Linked DNA regions of Mus musculus: all the other regions are linked to region 1. A link is a contact called in public promoter capture Hi-C data. All regions are on one chromosome and are shown on one strand. The core of a region is the stretch at or near the end of the contact, and the rest is flanking DNA. Distances in the headings are between cores, read along the strand shown.

What was found. Promoter capture Hi-C pulls out the DNA fragments that hold promoters and counts their contacts.
Region 2: a contact with region 1 is called in a promoter capture Hi-C map of macrophages, with 8 read pairs. The contact joins the enhancer-like site here to the promoter of 5430427O19Rik in region 1. A contact is called at or near these places in 8 of 39 promoter capture datasets (the C10 cell line, the HPC-7 cell line, embryonic stem cells and 4 more), 18 of 484 Hi-C or Micro-C datasets (the C10 cell line, the G1E-ER4 cell line, the HPC-7 cell line and 10 more), 8 of 115 datasets of contacts at active chromatin or transcription factors (the 230-238 cell line, the HPC-7 cell line, acute myeloid leukemia and 4 more) and 2 of 9 other capture datasets (bone marrow-derived macrophages and macrophages).
Region 3: a contact with region 1 is called in a promoter capture Hi-C map of macrophages, with 5 read pairs. The contact joins the enhancer-like site here to the promoter of 5430427O19Rik in region 1. A contact is called at or near these places in 6 of 39 promoter capture datasets (the C10 cell line, the HPC-7 cell line, hippocampal neurons and 3 more), 1 of 15 datasets of contacts at CTCF or cohesin (pro-B cells), 4 of 484 Hi-C or Micro-C datasets (CD8 T cells, the CH12 cell line, bone marrow-derived dendritic cells and 1 more), 7 of 115 datasets of contacts at active chromatin or transcription factors (the 230-238 cell line, CD8 T cells, the HPC-7 cell line and 4 more) and 2 of 9 other capture datasets (adipose tissue and liver).

The regions. Positions count from the first base shown.
Region 1 is chrX:85,868,233-85,872,157 of GRCm38.p6, reverse strand. It overlaps 5430427O19Rik (RIKEN cDNA 5430427O19 gene), which reads right to left and starts at 1,885. Exons shown (of 2, transcript NM_001163539.1): 1 at 1,722-1,885.
Region 2 is chrX:85,795,912-85,799,732 of GRCm38.p6, reverse strand. It overlaps a transcript of 5430427O19Rik not described here. Among named protein-coding and RNA genes, the nearest start is that of Gk, 21 kb to the right of the region's middle. Within about 2 kb of position 2,567, at least 33 of the 459 cell types and tissues checked have an H3K27ac peak or open chromatin away from gene starts, as enhancers often do. A contact at or near this core is called in bone marrow-derived macrophages and macrophages, where this site is marked.
Region 3 is chrX:85,751,105-85,755,140 of GRCm38.p6, reverse strand. It overlaps Gk (glycerol kinase), which reads left to right. Exons shown (of 21, transcript NM_001294140.1): 4 at 732-809. Among named protein-coding and RNA genes, the nearest start is that of Gk, 24 kb to the left of the region's middle. Within about 2 kb of position 1,915, at least 1 of the 459 cell types and tissues checked has an H3K27ac peak or open chromatin away from gene starts, as enhancers often do.

The sequences.
Region 1 (3,925 bases), core at 636-3,135:
CGTTCCTGCATATTCTGCTTGTTAGGCCTTCTCATTAAAATGTAGAATTTAAACAGTGTAGCAGTAGCAAAACAGAACTGATGAAATTATAAAAAGAAAGGTTTTGAAGGCTGAACACAGTAGTGCTGACTTGTTATCTCAGTAGTGAGAAGTCTGAAGCGTAAGATCGCTGCAAGTTTGTACACATCCTAGGCTACGCAGTATGATTTAAGGCCATCCAGGGCTACACAAATAGACTTTGTGTCAACTCTCGCATGCGCGCATACACACACACACACACACATACACACACACACCGGGTGGGGTGGGGTGGAGCATACATGTAAACTGTTATCAGAATCAGGCTTATTGGTGCACACCTATAATCCTAGCACTTTGGAAACTGAAGCAGGAAGTCCAGTGTGCATTACCAAGGAAGAAAGAATCCATCTCAAAAAAAAAAAAAAAAAAAAAAAGATGCAGTCACAGAGCCACGGCCACAGAGTTTGGCTAAGTTGCCTGCTTTTCTGAATTACTCAGAAAAACATAATGTTTCCTTCTCTTCTTTCCTACCCATGGTCTAGGCATGCCTCTGAACATGCTTAAATCACATGGCGTGACAATCTATTCCTCCTGTCCTTCTTCCTCCTTCGGTCAGCTGCTGAGATTTGCAGTTTGCCTGCCCTAAGGTCTTTGCTTTTCAACACTAATAAATTTGTCCTCCGGCTTCCAACTTTTAAAAATTAATTGATTAAAGTAATTTGAAAGATGTTTGACCAAATCAGTCAAATTTTCCAATTAAAACAGAATAGATTATACTCTGCCTAGTGGCCTGTACCTATAATTTCAGCACATAAGAGACTGAGCTAGGAAGACTTCCATGAATTCAATGCTAGCCTGGTCTACATAGCGAGTTTTGGATCAGCTGGAGCTACACAGTAAAACCCTACCTTTGAAACAAACAAACACAAATTGTGAGTTATTTTGAGGAACTGACTACATGAATCCAACCTTTCAGTATGTATTATACATCTAGCAGACTTTACAAATAAAATCTCTTACTGTTATTCTACTCATAGAACTTCAAGCTTCATTGCAGACCTGTATCTTAAAATTGTGTTACTTAGCAGGCATGGTAGATCACACCTGAAATCCCAACAGTAAAGGGCTGAGGCAAATCAGTCTAGGCTACAGAGTGAGATCTTAGAGCAAAGAAAATAAATGAATAAATGAATAAGTGAATAAATAAATAAATAAATAAATTAGAAATAACATTTTAAGCTGGACCTTAAACTTATAGTGCCAACTATTCAGGAGATTAAAATTTCAAGCTCTATCTGGTCTATCTGGCCAGATGTTAATGAGCTTGTTTTTTAGAAAATAAAATTTTAACTCTAACTGTTTGCCTAGTATGTACAAGGCCCAGAGTTCAAGAGTCAGTGCTCAAAAGCAAGCAATAGCAGCAACAACAGTAAAATAAACCAGAACACTGTTTTTAGAACTACCCAAAATGACATAAGGATGTCAGGGAAGGACGTGTTTAGCTTAATTTTTATTACTTAACTGTCTAGCCTCACTAAACATTTGATCAAGTTCCTAGTCACTCTAATTTAGTAAGCTAAGAAATCCTTTCTGATGACGTAGGCGTAGGCTTGAGTTCTAATGATCAAAGGCTAAGAAAGCGTGGGAAGAGGAAGGAGAAGAGTTGATAAAAGAACCAAAGAGCCCAGTGCCTCCCTTACCTTCACCGGAGTCTGCTCCTTGGATCCTGCAGCAACACAATGACTGATCTAATAGAGAAGAACTAGCCAGACAGGGCTCTTTTCAAAAAGCTCTCAAGTCTCTCACTGAAGAGGCTACTAAGATCTGCCCCCTTCTTAGTATCACTGATCCTATGGAACAAGAGTTGTTTCACTTAAGTCTAGTTTGTTCTAAAGAAGGAGTGGGAAGTCCCAGGAAATGGGCAGGAGGTAACTGACAAAGCCACACTGGGCCACAGAATGGTGTTTCTTCCTCTTTTTTTGAAAAATGAAACCTATCTGTGAAACTGTCTTGTGTTTTTTTCAAAAAAAAAAAAAAGAAAACAGTTTATGGTCGCACATTACACTAGTAAAACTTCGGGTAAACCTCTTCCACATGAGAGCAACATGCATACATGACTTTTAAAAACTCTCTATCCTGATTATTAATAATCTATAATTTTCAAAGCATTGTTTCTCATTGTTGGTAATGTTAGCTGGGCATAGTAGCTTATGTCTTTAATCCAAGTCCATGAGTGGGCTGAGGCAAGGAATTGACAAGAGTTTGAAACTAGTCTGCCGAAAAAGGAGTAAAGGGCTGTAGAGAACCCCAGCACTCCAGAGGCAGAGGAGGAGATGATCTTCCTAGATCACAAATTCCAGGCCAACCTTATCTCCTTATGAAGTTCCAGATCAGTCAGGGCTTCAAAATGAGACCCTGCCTCAAACAACAACAACATAATAATAATACTTTAAAGAATATAAAGAACATGAGTGCTGCTCAGTGGTACGCTTACTACAAACAAGAACTCAGAGACCAGCAATTGACTTTCTGTGTGAGTTTGCAGTGACCTCCAGCATGATTTCATGGAACATTACGCAGATGCAGTTGATGATTCCTACATGTGACACATAACCTGACTTGGCCCACTCAAGGCCCAAGGGTAAGTTCAGCTTTAGTACAGGCATGAAAGCAGACCTAAGGATAGATCTCTGTGTGCTTTGGTAGCACATCAAGAATTTAACTGTGATCAAGAGATTCACAGCACTTCCAGGGCGAAAACACTGCTTAACTTCAGCCTAATTGAAGCTCAACCACAATGATGTTGATAGCCTACAGTGGCTCTCATCTAACACCAAGAACTCTGCTTGGTGGGGCCCATAAGAGCTAAACTGACAATGCCACATAGTACCCAATAAAAGATAATTCTATTTGACCAAGTTATCCCTTAGGTCCTATGTATATTTTGTATGTTTCAGAGGTGTGTGTGTGTGTGTGTGTGTGTGTGTGTGTGTGTATCTGTATGTGTGTCCAAGTGTGTGTTTGTATGCATATGTGTGCAGGTGTGCCAAAGGACAAAGTCATGTGTCCTGTTCTATCACTCTCTGCCTTATTCCCTTGAGGAGGGGCCTCTCACTGTTTGGTCTTGGAGGTGGGCTGGCAGCAGAAAGCTCCAGCAATCTTCCTGTTACCACTCCTTACGGCAGCAGACTACAGCTGCTGTTGCAAAGTCCATGCCCATGGTTTTACAGTAAGTATTTTTACCCTCTTCAGTATTTACCCAATTTCTGTTTTCTTTTTGAGAAAGAATCCCACTCTATAGAAAAATTTTATATAGTTATGTAAAAGTAACTATGTGTCCTGGGCTAATCTCAAACTCACAACAGGGCTCTTGTCTCATCCTTCTGGAGCTGGGGGTACAGGCATTGTGTCCAGAAAAGTCATTGTTTTACTCAAATACACACTACAAAACTCATAATGATGACTCACATGATAATCTTACCATCCAGAAAGCTGAGGCAGAAGGATTACCGTGAGTTTGAGGTGACCGTGGTCTATATAGCAGGATTCTGTCTTTAAATCAAAGCGCAAATGCCTCTAGAGTGGTGGCTCATGCCTGTAACAGCAGCATGTAGGACGTTGAGCCAGAAGACAGTTTAAGGTCGACTATAAAAATTAAAATAAAAATGGATGGAGGCATACCTCAGTGGTACCATGTTTGCCTAGCATTTGTGAGGTTCTAAGTTCAATCCTCAGACTAGACCAGGACTTGTGACTAGATGTTACCCAAGGGTGGGACTGAGGGGCACGACTGGGATGTAAAGTGACTAAATAAATAAAACAAAAAATTTTAAAGAGCAAGTGCGATCTCATTTCCTGTTCAACTTGCTTTCTCTGCTTTGGGCTTGTGGTTGGAGATATGACC
Region 2 (3,821 bases), core at 1,318-3,817, 73 kb after region 1:
ACTGAAGCTCCTTTCTCTGTGATATCTCCAGCTGTGTCAAGTTCACACAAAACTAGCTAGTACAGTGGGACAACCAGATGTGTATTCAGTTTTCACCCTCAAGTGGTGAAAAAGTAAATTCACTGTGTACCTGGGATGTGTAGTTGTTTTTCCATATTAAGAAACCACCTTAAAGTTTAGGAATTTAGACAATTTGGGGGTTTCTCCGGGATGTCTGGGATACTCAGGATTCCCGTGATAAGTCTTTGGTCTTCACTGTCTAGGCTAAGGAAGGATGCTCTAGGACAGGCTCACTCACAGTGGTGATTGTCAAAGTTGCTTGATCTGAGGACTATTCCAGGCAATGCATTGTCTCTGCTCCCTGGGATCTTTGATTCTCTAGAAGCTAGCCTAGGCTTCTTTACATGAAGGTCTGAGGATTGCCAACTGAGTAACAAAGAAGATCTAACCCCATTTTAGAAGCTTTAAAAATGTCTTTAACATACGACACATAATAGACTTCATTGTGGCATTTTCATACATGTACATATAGTATTTTTATCATATTCTGTCCCCATTACCCTTTCTTTCCTCTTCCCACTAATCTCCAGAGCTCTTTTGTCTGTAGTGCTGTGGACCAAATTCAGAGCCTCATATTTGCTGAGTACTGAACCCCACCCTCAATAAGAAGCTCACTTGAAACCTCTGCTCATATCCTATCAACAACTGTCCCATTGGACAAACTCGGTCACCAGGATAAGCGTGGAACTGGAGTGAGTGGAAACTGAGCAAAGTCTCAGATTTCTGGAGGTATAAACACACTGTAAGCTACCATGACTGATATATAAAAGATTACCTTCCACAGGAAGTATTAAATACTGATAAAAGAGGAGGGGTCTTTGAGCAAAGGTCAAAGAGCAAGGTGTATTTAAGAAAACCATCAGTTTGTGATACTTTTTGGTTTTGTTTTGTTGCTGGGGATTGAATTCAGGGGCTCACATATGCAAAGCAGGTACCCTACAGCCTTGTGAGTTCTAAAATCTCAGCTTCCAGTTCTCTGTCTCTTCATTCCTCCCCCTCGTTCCCTATTCACAGCTTCTTTACTTCTGGATTTACTTTTGTTTTTTGTTTGGTTGGTTTTGTTTTTGTTTTTCTGTTTTTTTTTTTTTTTTTGAGACAGGGTTTTATTGTAGCCTACACTTTAGAAAAACATAATTATAACACAAATGACAGGCAAATGTGAAGAGAATGAGAATAATTTGCTGAGTATAATCCATATCATAGATTTTCTTTATTAAAGAAATTTTTATTTATGTGTACATGTATGCACATATGCATATGTATGTGAGTACATGTGTAAGAGGGCATCGGTTCCCCTGGAGCTGGAGTTCCAGGAAGTTGTGAGCCACTCAATGTGAGTACTGGAAAACAAACTCCTCTCCTGTGAAAGAGCAGCCAGTGCTCTTGGACACTGGACCATCTCTCCAGCCTGATAGATCTTATAAGTTTGTTTTCTTTTGTTGTACACTGCAACCCTGGCTGGTCTGGAATTCACAATGAAGAATGAACTGGGCTCAAACCCATGGCAATCTTCCTGCATTGGCGTCCTACATGGTGGAATTACAGGTGGGAACCACTATGACTATCTTCCAAATTTTATTGTATTTGATAGAAGACTCACAAACAATAATTACTACAGAAGGAAAAAGTATTCTGCACAGAATGCTTCAGCAAGGTATGAAACAAAAGGCACCAAGCACTTATTTGAGATGGTCTTGTATCTTTATTACCATAGAGCTATGTATCTCAAATTCAAAATGGTCAGTCTTTTAGGCAGACATGTGGATCTAAGTATCAATTTTCAGTGTGAGATTGATAGACTGGAGATTCCCAGGGATTTCAGAAATACGCACTCTGTAACCAACTGAATATGCAGACTATAGTAACACAAGAAGTATCAAAGCAAGTCTTCAATAGGAAGTTACCACATTACCCCATCCAGAAGAAAAGGAGTCAGGAGATGAGACACAAACTTAAGGGTTTCTACACTGTGCACACATCCATTTACAGATAGAAGTTATTTCCCCTTTAACCAGGTTCCTCTTAGGATGTTGCTTAACTTCAAACCAATGATTGTGACATCACCTTCATTTCCCAGCAGCCAGATATAAACTGAATATGACAAAAATTTCCATTCGTCAGTTGTAATGTCATTAATCAGCAATTAGGGGAAAGGCCATGGAGGTCAGAGAAAACCTAAGTACATTTAAACTGAAAAGGTACTTGAATTTGTCCTGACTAGCATGGATTTGGAAGGGGATTTTTGTACAATTCATTTGTTGTATATGTATATGTGCATGTGTGAGGGAGTGCTGCATGTTCTATGGTGTGTCTGCAGAGGTCAGAGGACAATCTTCAGCAGTTGGTTCTCTCCTGTCTTTGGGGATCAAAAAAAGGCACTGAACTCAAATCATCAGGCTTGGTGTCAAGCACCTTTATCGATTGAGTCATTTCTCCAGCCCAATTTCTTTAAAGATGGGTTCTTCTTTAACCCAGCGCAGTTGCTTCCTCTCTATAGAATGATGATCTTGAACTTTTGAGCCTACTGCCTTCACCACCAAAGAGCTGATATGTGCTTTACTATACTTGTTTGACATGGCTCAGGGCATACTACACAATCACTCTACCAACTGTACTAGATTCCCAACTCAGGGATTAACCCTGGAATTTCTCTTTAAAAAGGGGGGAAAATCTGTTCTGCATAAATTAGCGAGTTCATTTTGTGTTAATAACATATAAAATATTTGAAATTGCCTCAGCTTTTAAAAATGTTAAATTAATAATCATACTTAAATACAACTATGTAATAACATCACATATATTCTAAGCATAAAATAAATACTTTCTAAGGAGCAGTTAGATGAAGGAGAATGAGACCTCTAAATCAATAAACAATATACTGTAGTTTTAAAAAATATGCTTTATTATATGGACATTATATGGAACCTTTTAGGGTTCACAGCCAAATTGAGAAGCACCAATATGTCATTCATATCCAACTTTGTAATATGCATGCTTCCCCCATTGCCTGATTCCTACCTTCCTTGAATGCTTGGCAATAACAAATACTTTAGAATTTTTTTTTCAAATTGGAAATTTCATACCTGATTCCTCCTTCTACTCCTTCCAGACATATTTCCTTCTTCCCCTTCTCATATTCATGTCTTTAAACACACACACACACACACACACATAAACACACATATACATATACACACTCACACACACTCCAATTAGAGCTGCTTCCATGTACACGGGTGTGGTGCTATACAATATAGGTAGCCTATGAGTATCCATACCCATGACAGAAACAATGATTTCTTTTCCCACAGCAGCTATCAATTTCCAATAGATCCTAGACTAAGGATAGAGCTTCATGAGCCCCTGCCAAAGCCAACTCAGTCAGCCAAACAGTGTCCAAGAGAGGGAGTGAGGACTTAAAAGAAAATGACAATTAGACGACACTATAATATGACTCCAGCCAGTGCTGAGGCTGAAGCAAGCTTATTTTTCTGCAGTCTGCTTTTATACTATTCTAAGTACATGGAAAGAATAAGGTCAGTTCAAGGTCAAGAAACAAACAAGGCAATAAACAATGTCCCATGATATTCAGGTACTTATCAAGATGACCAAGATCTCGAGCCTACATCCCTTTCCTAGCCCAATGTCAAATTCCTGCGTGAGCCTACTTCCATGTTCTGGCCCAATGTCTAATTCTTGCCAAATTTCTAGAAGTAGCCCCAAGAGCTCTCCACATCACCCCCTTTTTAATTTCATACATA
Region 3 (4,036 bases), core at 666-3,165, 120 kb after region 1:
GCTGTGGTTATTTTCTTAAAATGCAGATATGCACATATGTATACCCATAGGAAGGGAAATTTCACATAAAAAGAACTAAACAGGGCTGGAGAGATGGCTCAGCCGTTAAGAGCATGGGCTGTTCTTCCAGAGGTCCTGAGTTCAATTCCCAGCAACCACATGGTGGCTCACAACCATCTGTAATGGGATCTGATGCCCTCTTCTGGTGTGTCTGAAGACAGCTACAGTGTACTCATATAAATAAAATAAATCTTTAAAAAAAAAACTAAACAAATTAATGAGTTTATTGCTGCTCAACACAGTAACCGAATGCTCCTCTTAAGCTTGTGAAGTTATTACATCCCTTGAGAAAATCTGGGGGCCTTTCCTCAATGATATGGATCGTCATTATGCGCTTGTAGTGAAATAGAAAGATCCTGTACAATTAAAAACTTTTACATTGCATGTTAACTTCATCCAGGGGCAATTGAGGAAAATGAACCAAAAATATTTCAAATGGAAGGCTGGGTGTGGTAATATATGCCTTTTATTCAGCATTTTGGAGACAGAGGTGGTGGGGTGGTGGGGTCTCTGTTAATTTAAGGCCATTCTGTCTACTACATAGAGAGCTGTAGGCTACATAGTGAGGGCCTATTTCAGAAAATTGCAGGTTTAAAAAATCGTTTAGTTGTTGCTTTTATTCTGAAGTAATAGTCGACATGTTTAATTTTTTCCTTCTTTCTGCTTTAAAGCCATTGGTGTCAGCAACCAGAGGGAAACCACAGTAGTCTGGGACAAGGTCACCGGAGAGCCTCTCTATAATGCCGTGGGTAAGTTACTCCTGCAGCGAGGTCCAGCCCAGGGCCTTGTTCCATTGGCAAAGGTAGCCACATAAGATAATTGACTGAAAAGCTATATGTCCGTGGCTCCTATATATAAATCTGATGAGATGGCCAGCAGACTTCTCTTAAAGATGAGATGTTATATATTTAAATTTTTTAGATCATATTTATTCATATACTGAGCTTCCTTTCACCCTTGCTCACTCTTTCTGCTGAGTCTTTGTATTAATATAAATGGGTAGATATTGCCAGGATGGTTTGTTGACTCCCCACTGTGTTTTTGACATCAAAAAGAGATCTTTCCCCCTCCTACCCTGAAAAATAAAAAATTGCAAGTGCTTAAAATTATCTATAAACTATTTGCATATCTCCTTTTTAATCTAAAATATTGAACTTGTTAAGATAAATTATCAGATTTTTAGCTGCTTCCATTACAGATTTAACTATTCTATCAGGTCACACAAAACGCAAAAAACTTAAGACTCTCACCTTTAGGTGTCAGGTCTTTGGTGTAAATGTCCCCGGGTAGAGACTAGCATTGTCCTTAGTGCATGGCAGTTGCAGAGCACTACATGATAATGCTACTTCCTAAAAGGAAAATTGTGTTCTACATCCATAATCCTTAAAAGATTTCTGTGACAAATAACAAATCGTGCTGGCTTTGATGGCATAGGCCTCTGGTTCCAGTGCTGGGGCAGGAAGATTGCCTCAAGTTAGGAGCCAACCTGCCTTACATCACATATTCTAGATCACCTAGGGCTGTGAAGCAAAACTCTGTTTCAAAACCAGTGAGGATAAAAAGATAAAATACTATATAATAATCATAATAAGTTACAAAGAAGGGTAACAATGAATTTCAAAACGAAGGAAAGGAATATGAAACAGGAAGAGGAAGCAAATAAAAAGCATGTAAATCTAATATGTATATGTATACAGGACAGGGTGTTTCAGGGCAGTGAGGCTATTAATTGAAACTGCTAGTTACTTACTGAGATAGTTGCCGAGGAGTCTCAGAGGATGGAGCCAACTGTGTGTTTGCACACTGAGGGATTCATAAGCATCTAGGAGGCGACCATTCCTTGAGAAGCCCACACCCGTGCTCCAGATTGTGTGATTTGTTCCGAGTGCCTCTTTTCCTCTTAGCACTGTGCTTAAGGTCTATATTACACCACCTTTAACCAAACACCAATGCTGTTTCATAAAAGAAATGAAGGAAAAATAAAGCGAGCTTGGAAGACTGACATTAGTTAGGAAATACTAAGGGAGGAAAATAGCACTTTTTTATATGCAATATTAAACTTTTGATTGAAACTGTTTTCTAGGCAATTTGAAATTAGACTTTTGGAAACTTTTTATTAGTTAATTTCGGGAGAAGGCAAGGATGCATTTTATGGCATGCATGTGTGAAAAAGAAGCTAACTGGCTGGAGTCAGTTTTCTACTTTTACCTTGTAGATTTCAAGGGTCAAAGACAAGTTGTCAGGCCTGGCACCAAGCACCTTTGTCCATTGAGCTGTCTCATTGTGTAGTTGTTTGTTTTGGAGCCAGTGTTTTATGTACATCAAGCTGGCCTTGAACCCACTGTGTAGCTTAAAGATAACTTTGAACTCCTGATCTTCCTCCCTCTGTATCCCAAGGGTGTGGTTCACTGCTATATACCACCACACTTGCCTTTAGATTGCTTTAAATGCAGATTTGAAAGTTTCTAACACAGATGTGATCATCTCAAATTATATATGATCTCATTATAGAAATGAATGTACAATTAAATGTAAAACCTTGGCTAGATACCTGTGTGTGTTTCATGTTCCGTGGTGACCCACATATATATCACAACAAACCAAGGAGGCCTGTCACTTTTAATTCTGTCCCAGAAGTTAAGAGTAGGAAGTTGGGAGCTAGAAGAAGAAATGGGAAGAGAACTAGAGGGTATAATCAATTGGACAAAGAGCCTGCTTAATCATTATAAAGGATAGACTTTTTTAGCATCATTTCATCCAGAAAAACATGGAACTATCATCCATACTTGTGGGTTTTAGATGAGGGTTTCATCATGGTATTGAATATTTGACAGCTTTATCCCAAAAGAAGATCAGATGGGATCAGTGGAAATAGAGGTAGATTGCCCTATGGACATTTGGTCAAGCTTCTGTGGCTTGTTTGTATAAGGATGTGATGTTGGAAGTTTTTTAAATTTTCTCTATCTTAGTTCAGGCTGCTAGAGAGGAAATACCATAGAGTTGGTAGCTTATTCAGCAGGTACGTGCTTATCATAGTTGCAGAGGCCAACAGTTTGAGACTGAAATCAAGTTGCCAGTTGATAGGGTCTGGTGAGGGCCCACTGGTGGTGCTGAGTGAATCATTCCCCTAAGCGTTCGCATCCTAGTTCTTTCAAATTTGGGGATAGGAATTCGCTATGATTTTTTTCTATGACATATTCAGTCTACAATGGGGCATACCTTTGATCCAACCACTTGGGGGCATGGAGGCAGGAAGAACAGGAGTTCAAGTTCACCTTCAACTATACAGTGACTCTGAGGGCAGCCTGGGATACATCAGACAAAACAAAGAAATCTGTTCATAGCACTCCTTCCTTTTCCTCTTCCCCTTGTAAAGCTCTGTTATTCTAGCTTATTCTTGACATTTTCCTGCTTTTTCTTAACTGAATTATATAACTGATGGGCAATATTTATTATGAAGAGGCAAATGAGAAGAACCGTTTGTATGTGTCTTTTTAAAAATTCCCCGAGATGGCTCCTTGAGTGCTTGCCTGATCAGCTGAGTTTGAGCCATGGGATGGCCATGTAGGAGGAGAGACCGACTGCAAGTGTCACATGACCTGCACACACATGCCTGGGCAATGTACACCCAGTCACATGTATGCGTACACACGTACTGAATGAATACATGTAATAAATAATGAAAACAATTGCTTCCCTATGGCTTTCTTTTATATTATATGTACATGGTAAGCACTGAATATATTTACTCCTAGAATACTAGCAGGGAAAATAAGATGCAAGAGGCTTGAGATTCAGTGTTGGCCTTGGCATAGGTTGATTGAACAAACTGAATCCTGACAAAGGCTATGCTTATTTGCAATAAGCATACTGGTATCTTTTCCAGTTGTAAATAGCTGTGAAAGCTCAGTGGGTCCCATAGGTACATATGACCCACTTTTAGATGTACCATTTTAGTGTGTTAATTCTGAGATTA